Regions from separate parts of the Sus scrofa genome. Here region 1 is linked to region 2. A link is a contact called in public HiChIP or PLAC-seq data. All regions are on one chromosome and are shown on one strand. The core of a region is the stretch at or near the end of the contact, and the rest is flanking DNA. Distances in the headings are between cores, read along the strand shown. Region 1 holds the start of CREB5 (cyclic AMP-responsive element-binding protein 5). Region 2 overlaps CREB5 (cyclic AMP-responsive element-binding protein 5).

Region 1 (3,178 bases), core at 495-2,994, 220 kb before region 2:
ACTGGAGCCCTTCTTTTGCAATTCCTTCAGGGCTACACGTGGAAGAGAACAAATAGGAAACGCAGTGATGAGTTCTGAATCAAGCTGTGGGAAAGGAATAGTCAGCAGTCCCTGTGGTCTCAAGAAACACCAAGAAAGAGAGTTGTTTAAACACTTAAAAAATAGAAAGGAAACACAGAGCTCTTCCATTTAGTATGGCAAAACCAGCTCAGAAGTATGTGACGATCCAGGCAAAGCACGACAGTTTCTAGCCAGTCCAGTCATGATTCTCTGGCAAACTGCACAGTCATGGTTATGATGCATTGGGATGAGAGGTGCTATATAAATGTCAGATGTTACATAAATGTCAGGAATGATTATTGTTTGTTAATGGGGGCTAAACTGTTCCTAAGCAAAGCTTGGACTCCCAGCCAACTCGTCCTCAGCAAAGGTTCTAACCATCAATAACCCATGAGAATGGAAAGCTCCGCCCTGGTTCTAGAAAGGAGTCCAGTTAGGATTTGGAGTTTTAAAACAGGGGCGGGAGTTATCCAGTGGCTTCAGGCCAGCCCCCTAAGCTTCTGGAATTTGCCTTGGCTCCCTGTAAAATGGGGATAATTATAACACCTGCCCTACTTCTCCTTGTGCTGGGTTGTTGTGAGAATCAGGGGAGTTCCACGTGGGTTCCAGTGCTTTGCAAAGTGTGAGCTGCTGCAAGGATGACCGTGGTGCTCTGAGATGTCTGGCATCTCCTGGATTTAGCCTCTGCCTTCCCTTTGAGTCCGACTCACAGAGAGAACATCCGAATGGAAATTAAGCTGGGGATGGCCATGGTGACCTGGCTGATGCTGAAAACACCAGGCTCCTTCTCTCACTGAGCTGTCAGGAACGTACTGCAGACCAGGGCCCCGAATCCTGCATTCCGGCTCTGGCTCTGCCACTTGCCAGCTTATGAGCTTGGGCAAGTAACAGAGGAGGCTCTGGAAGTGAGCGCCAAGGGCCCTTCCGGATCTGACGCTGAGTCTAAATCAGGCTCATCATTTGGCTCTAGCTGTAATTCACCTTTCGCCTGCAGGAACAACGCTCCTTCCAGCTTCTCACACTCATGAAGCAGGGGTCTTGGGAAGGACAGGGGCATCACATTCCAAATGAGTGTGCACAATAAAGAAGTTATTCCTTTGGAGGTGAAATGGGGCGCGGCGGGGGGGGGGGAGGGCCGTGAAAAGGGGTGTCGAGTGAATGCTCTGAGAAGCCAGGATGCAGGGAACACTGTAATGAGGTCACGACTGTCGCAGGCAAAAAGGAGCTGGACATCTGCTGGTGGGGGAAGGGGGAGCGTTCCTCATTTCTGTTTGTAGAAAGTCTCTTCCCGCATTCGTCTGCACCCCCTCCCCACCCTTCCTCTACTCCCCATTCCCACCCTTCCCCTACTCCCCGTCCCCACACCTTTCAAATGCCACCAGGCCCTCCTCACGGGAGAGCCCAGGTCCCTGCCTCCTCCGTGGTCCCGTCTGAAACCGTGACGATTGTTTCCAAGCTGACTCACACCACTAATGTCAGGGAGCCGTGTCACACGGCGCTGGCCTCTGCAAGCTGTTGCTCGCGCGGTCGCCGCTGCCGCCGCCGCTCCCCCGCGGGTGCACCAGAGTCGGCTGGTGGGGCGGTGCGCGGGCGGGGCCCGCCCCCTCGGCGCGCCGGCCCCGCCCCTCCCTCCTCCCCCCACCCCCCCACGGGCCGCAATGATTTAGAAGTTCAGGAATCCCACGTGACGTCACCGGGGGGGTGATGTAATGCACTCTAAATAGAATGTATTGTAATCTTTGCTCAGTCCAACGTGGTCCCTTCACCCGGGCTCCGCTCTTGCCTTCTCCACACTTGTTTGGTAAGTTCCTAAAAATACGGCTCGGCCACTTCTGGGGCTTTTGCATTTAGCCACTTTTGTTGCACTTGCCGCGGGAGCCATCTCGGGAACGTACTTGTTTGCAGGGGCTGGTTCTCGGCAGCAGCCGCGAGGTTACTTGGTCTAGTGGGCAGGTCACAGGGCAAGAAGTAGGGGAAGATGCGATGCATTTTTTTTTTTTTTTTGGAGGATGATCTGTGTTTGTAAACACTCTGGCGGACCAGAGGGAAGTCCGTCCCCCAATGCTGGTGGACCGTGGAATTCGGCTGTGTCCTGAGGCTACCCCAGAGACCCCACGCCGAGTCCGTCCCGGAGCGCGTCTCGGTGGCCGCCGCGCCGTGCGACTGGAGGGATGCTAACGTGGAGCGAGCGCCGTGTCAGCCCCGGCGTGCGTGCGTGTGTGGGAGCGCGCGTGTGTTTCCCTGACACGGGGAACAGTTATGAATCGGGGGTGTGTGTTTGCCTCCAGAGACCTGGCAAGGTGCGGAACCCTCCAGAAGTGCGGTCAAGCGGCGTCAGCGGTGGCGGCAGCGGAGACGGCGAGCCAGGAACCGCCCCCCGCGTCCCCAACTTCCCGGTGATGCGGCGGAACCCCCGGAAAAAGTTTGCAAACTTCCAGCGGGCGCGGCGAGGACGCCGGGTCACCTAGGGGGCGGATGGACGGGCGCGCGGGGGGCTCGCTCCCTCCCCGGTGCTGAGCCTGCTGCTGCCACCTCTCCCGCAGGGCTGCCGGCCCCAGGTGGTGGGCGCGCGCGCCCTGGGAGGGGACGTCGCTCTTGGAGGGCACTTTGCTTTCACTCCGGGCGCGGAGGGCTGGAGAGTGGCGAGGCTCTTCTCGCCTTCATTCCTCCAGCCACCTCTTGCCTCCGTCCGGTTCTCGTTGGCATCATTACCTCTTCTCCGCTGCTGCCCCAAATGACAGCTCCCGCTTTTGCCGCGGCGGCGCGGTGGCAGTTCCCAGGATACGGCGGCGGCGAAGCCCTCTTCTCCAGGCAGATTCTTCAAGGAATCGCTTAAAACTTTTCACGACGGTCTTAGAGGGGCAAGACGCACGAAGCAACCAAAGAGATGTTTTTTCCCCGTCGGCTGCATTTCGCTTTTCTTTTGCTATAGGTTTATTGGGGGGGGTGCTAATCTGGTAGATGAAGCCCCCGATCTTGATCTTGTCCACTCCTCCCTAACTTTCCTTGAACGGGTGCCGCCCCCACTTGAGGCTGGTACAGGGCCGGGAACTCAAGTGGGTCTCTTGTGTATTTCGTTGTCAGAGCCCGCAGAGTGTATGATTTTTATTTTTCCCTC
Region 2 (3,031 bases), core at 137-2,636:
GTTTTCATTGAGGAAGTGCCTGTAATCCAAATAAACATTATCACTGGAAAAGACTCATCCGAACACCAGCATGGAATTTCCTAATCCTTGCTGCCAATTTGCTATCGAGTAGATGGTTAGGAAGTCTCAGGTGGATCCTAATTGCACAAGGGCCAGAAAAGATCCTATTACCAGGGCAGAGGTCAGCGATGAACACGGTGATATGAAGTCATATTTCTTGCAGTACAGCTCTTTGCAGTGTGCCAGGTTTGAGATCGGTGTGCAGGCAATGTTGAATGTTTCCTGTGCGTGAAACTCGGGTGAGGAGAGTGGCAAGTTCCTCTTGTTGCCATGTGAATTCCTTTTTTTTACATTTTATTAGAGTCCAGTGGATTATAGTGTTGTGTCAATTTCTGCCGTATAGCATAGTGACCCAGTCATACATATGTATACATTCTTTTTCTTATACTATGTTCCATCATGTTCTATCCCGAGAGACTGTATCTAGTTCCCTGGGCTGTACAGTAGGACCTCATTGCTTATCCATTCTAAATGCCAGGTGAATTCATACACACACACATATGCCCATTCATTTCCCTGCCTCTCTCTCTCTCTCACTCACACACACACACACACACACCCACACACACCCCTTTCCTCCTTCCAATTATATGTCCCTTTAAAGATGCTCATTACATCTGCCTTTTAGGAAGGGAAAGAAAACCCTTAACCCCTTTGTAGCCATCAGACTTGCCCCTTAAGGCAGCTGCGCTCTTTACAAGACTACAAAGCATCCTCCAGCAATGAAGGGGCTCCCAAAGAGGAGGGAGACTGCACCGTCCCCTAACAGCTGGGGCTGAGGAGAGCTCAGTGGTAGCCGATATCCCCCCGAATCGTATAATGTGTACTGAGTGTTTATATGCATCATCTTATTTAATCCTCACATCCACCTCCTGAGGTAAGGGCTGTATTTATTTTCATCTTACAGATGAAGAAACGGAGACTCAAAGATGCCAAGTAACTTATTTATGGTCACACACATCTACTCTAAATCCACCATGCAATGCAAGTCAAAATCCCCCCACCTACTTCTTTATAGGAGAGTGCATCGAATGGCAGCTTGTTCTGCACCAGATATAGTCTCCACTTACATATGTGTGAATATGGATGCACTCTGCTGCGAGCGTGCCCAAGGCATCATAGATGGACGCGTGCACGCTCTCACACTAGTGGTCTTGTTACCACATGTTTTGACCTTGAGGTAGCCTCTGTTCATATTCTAATGTTTTCAGCCAGGGCTATAGTAAAAGAAGCTTCTTATTTCAAAATAGCCTTGCAGATCAAACTCTGCACAATCCGAAATGCCTGCTCGCTGTTTGGCAGGGGTTAAATGGCTGTCTCAGGCCAGTGTTGAGTTCACATTCTATAAATGGCTCTTACTCCTTGATCTGACTCACTGTATGTATTACAGCAAAGTCACTTACAGATCAATTTATTTTTAGAATCTTAAAGAAACAGATTCAACGGGGAGTGTTTGTTTCTGACCACAGGCTAATGCGAGGGAAAACATATCTTGGTGAGGAGCTAACTTTCCATTTGATTCCTCTGCCCACAGCTTTCTGTTAGTGATAGGCCTTTGCATGTTGTATTGAAATGTTTTGAATTATTTAAATAGCAGAGCGGCAGAATGTTATGCCAACATCTTACATAATACTTTTGCGGTGTGCAAGTGGGAGAGCCTTTTGCATTTTAAGTGAAATAACATCAGGAATTAATGAGCACAATTAATCATTATTATTGAATGATTTTATGATTGATTGATTTTATTATTGATTGATTTTTTTTTAATCTTTTTAGGGCCACACTCACGGCATATGGAAGTTCCCAGGCTAGGGGTCCAATCACAGCTGTAACTGCTGGCCTACGCCACAGCCACAGCAACACCAGATCCTTAACCCACTGATCAAGGCCAGGAATCGAACCTGCGTCCTCACGGATGCTAGTCACATTTGTTTCCACTGAGCCACGACGAGAACTCCAGATGACTGATTTTATTATCAGTTCTATTATTGAACGATTTTATTGTTGAATTGTTATTATCAAAGCTCATTATCGAAGAGAAAGATTGTATACCTGTTGCCTACCTTGCCGCTTGGTAATGGACATTTTCTCTAAGATCAAAACCCGGGAGTATGATAAGAACAAGGATGCTGCTGCTGCTGCTGCTGCTGCTGTTGATGATGATATCCTAATGCTGCTGCTGATGTTGGCAGTGATGGCGAAGATCACCACGCCAGCACTGGGAGAGAGGCTGCATCGATCCATTAAATAAATATGACATGCTGCCCTCTGCAGGTATTCAGTCTAAACCAGGTAGTATCAAATTCATACAAACGGATAAAGCATTCTCAAACACACAAACTAATGCACAAATGCAAATGGAATACTGAAGCCAGTTAAAGAAAGAAAACTTTTCTATTCCATAGGTCTCTCTTTTTTTTTTTTTTTTTTTTTTTTTGGTCTTTTTAGGGCTGCTCCCATGGCATATGGAGGTTCCCAGTCTAGGGGGGACATCGGAGCTATAGCTGCTGGCCTAGCCATAGCAACGCAGGATCTGAGCTGCGCCCGTGACCTACACCACAGCTCGGGGCAACACTGGATATCCTTAACCCATTGAGCAAGGCCAGGGATCGAACCCTCGTCCTCATGGATGCTAGTGGGGTTCATTAACCGCTAGGCCATCATGGGAACTTCTGTAGGTCTAATTTGTGTGAATTCTGAACCCAAAGAAGAAGCAAGTATTTAGTAACTCATTTATTTTAAATTTCTCTTCTGAATTTTGGAGGATGTGTATTTGAGGCCAATGTCAGAAGCAGAGAAGACCAGCTGGGAGTTTGGTTTGTGACTAGTTCTCTGTTGACACTTGAAAAAGCTAACTGCTCTTTGGCTTGACTAAGACCTCTTGTTTCCTGATAATAGGTATTTAATGAATAGTAAATAAAAGCAGGTTTGAAAATCTCAAATCCGTTTTCATTTCAGAAAGTTTAGATTT

The links. HiChIP or PLAC-seq counts read pairs in DNA pulled down with a chosen protein or histone mark.
Region 1: a contact with region 2 is called in an H3K27ac HiChIP or PLAC-seq map of skeletal muscle. The contact joins the promoter of CREB5 here to the enhancer-like site in region 2. A contact is called at or near these places in 13 of 47 Hi-C or Micro-C datasets (embryonic fibroblasts, fetal heart ventricle, fibroblasts and 7 more) and 1 of 2 datasets of contacts at active chromatin or transcription factors (skeletal muscle).

What each region holds. Positions count from the first base shown.
Region 1 is chr18:44,263,080-44,266,257 of Sscrofa11.1, reverse strand. CREB5 (cyclic AMP-responsive element-binding protein 5) reads left to right here and starts at 1,744. Exons shown (of 11, transcript XM_013985749.2): 1 at 1,744-1,861.
Region 2 is chr18:44,040,221-44,043,251 of Sscrofa11.1, reverse strand. All of the region lies in intron 5 of CREB5 (cyclic AMP-responsive element-binding protein 5), which reads left to right. Among named protein-coding and RNA genes, the nearest start is that of CREB5, 220 kb to the left of the region's middle. Within about 2 kb of position 1,386, at least 8 of the 83 cell types and tissues checked have an H3K27ac peak or open chromatin away from gene starts, as enhancers often do. A contact at or near this core is called in skeletal muscle, where this site is marked.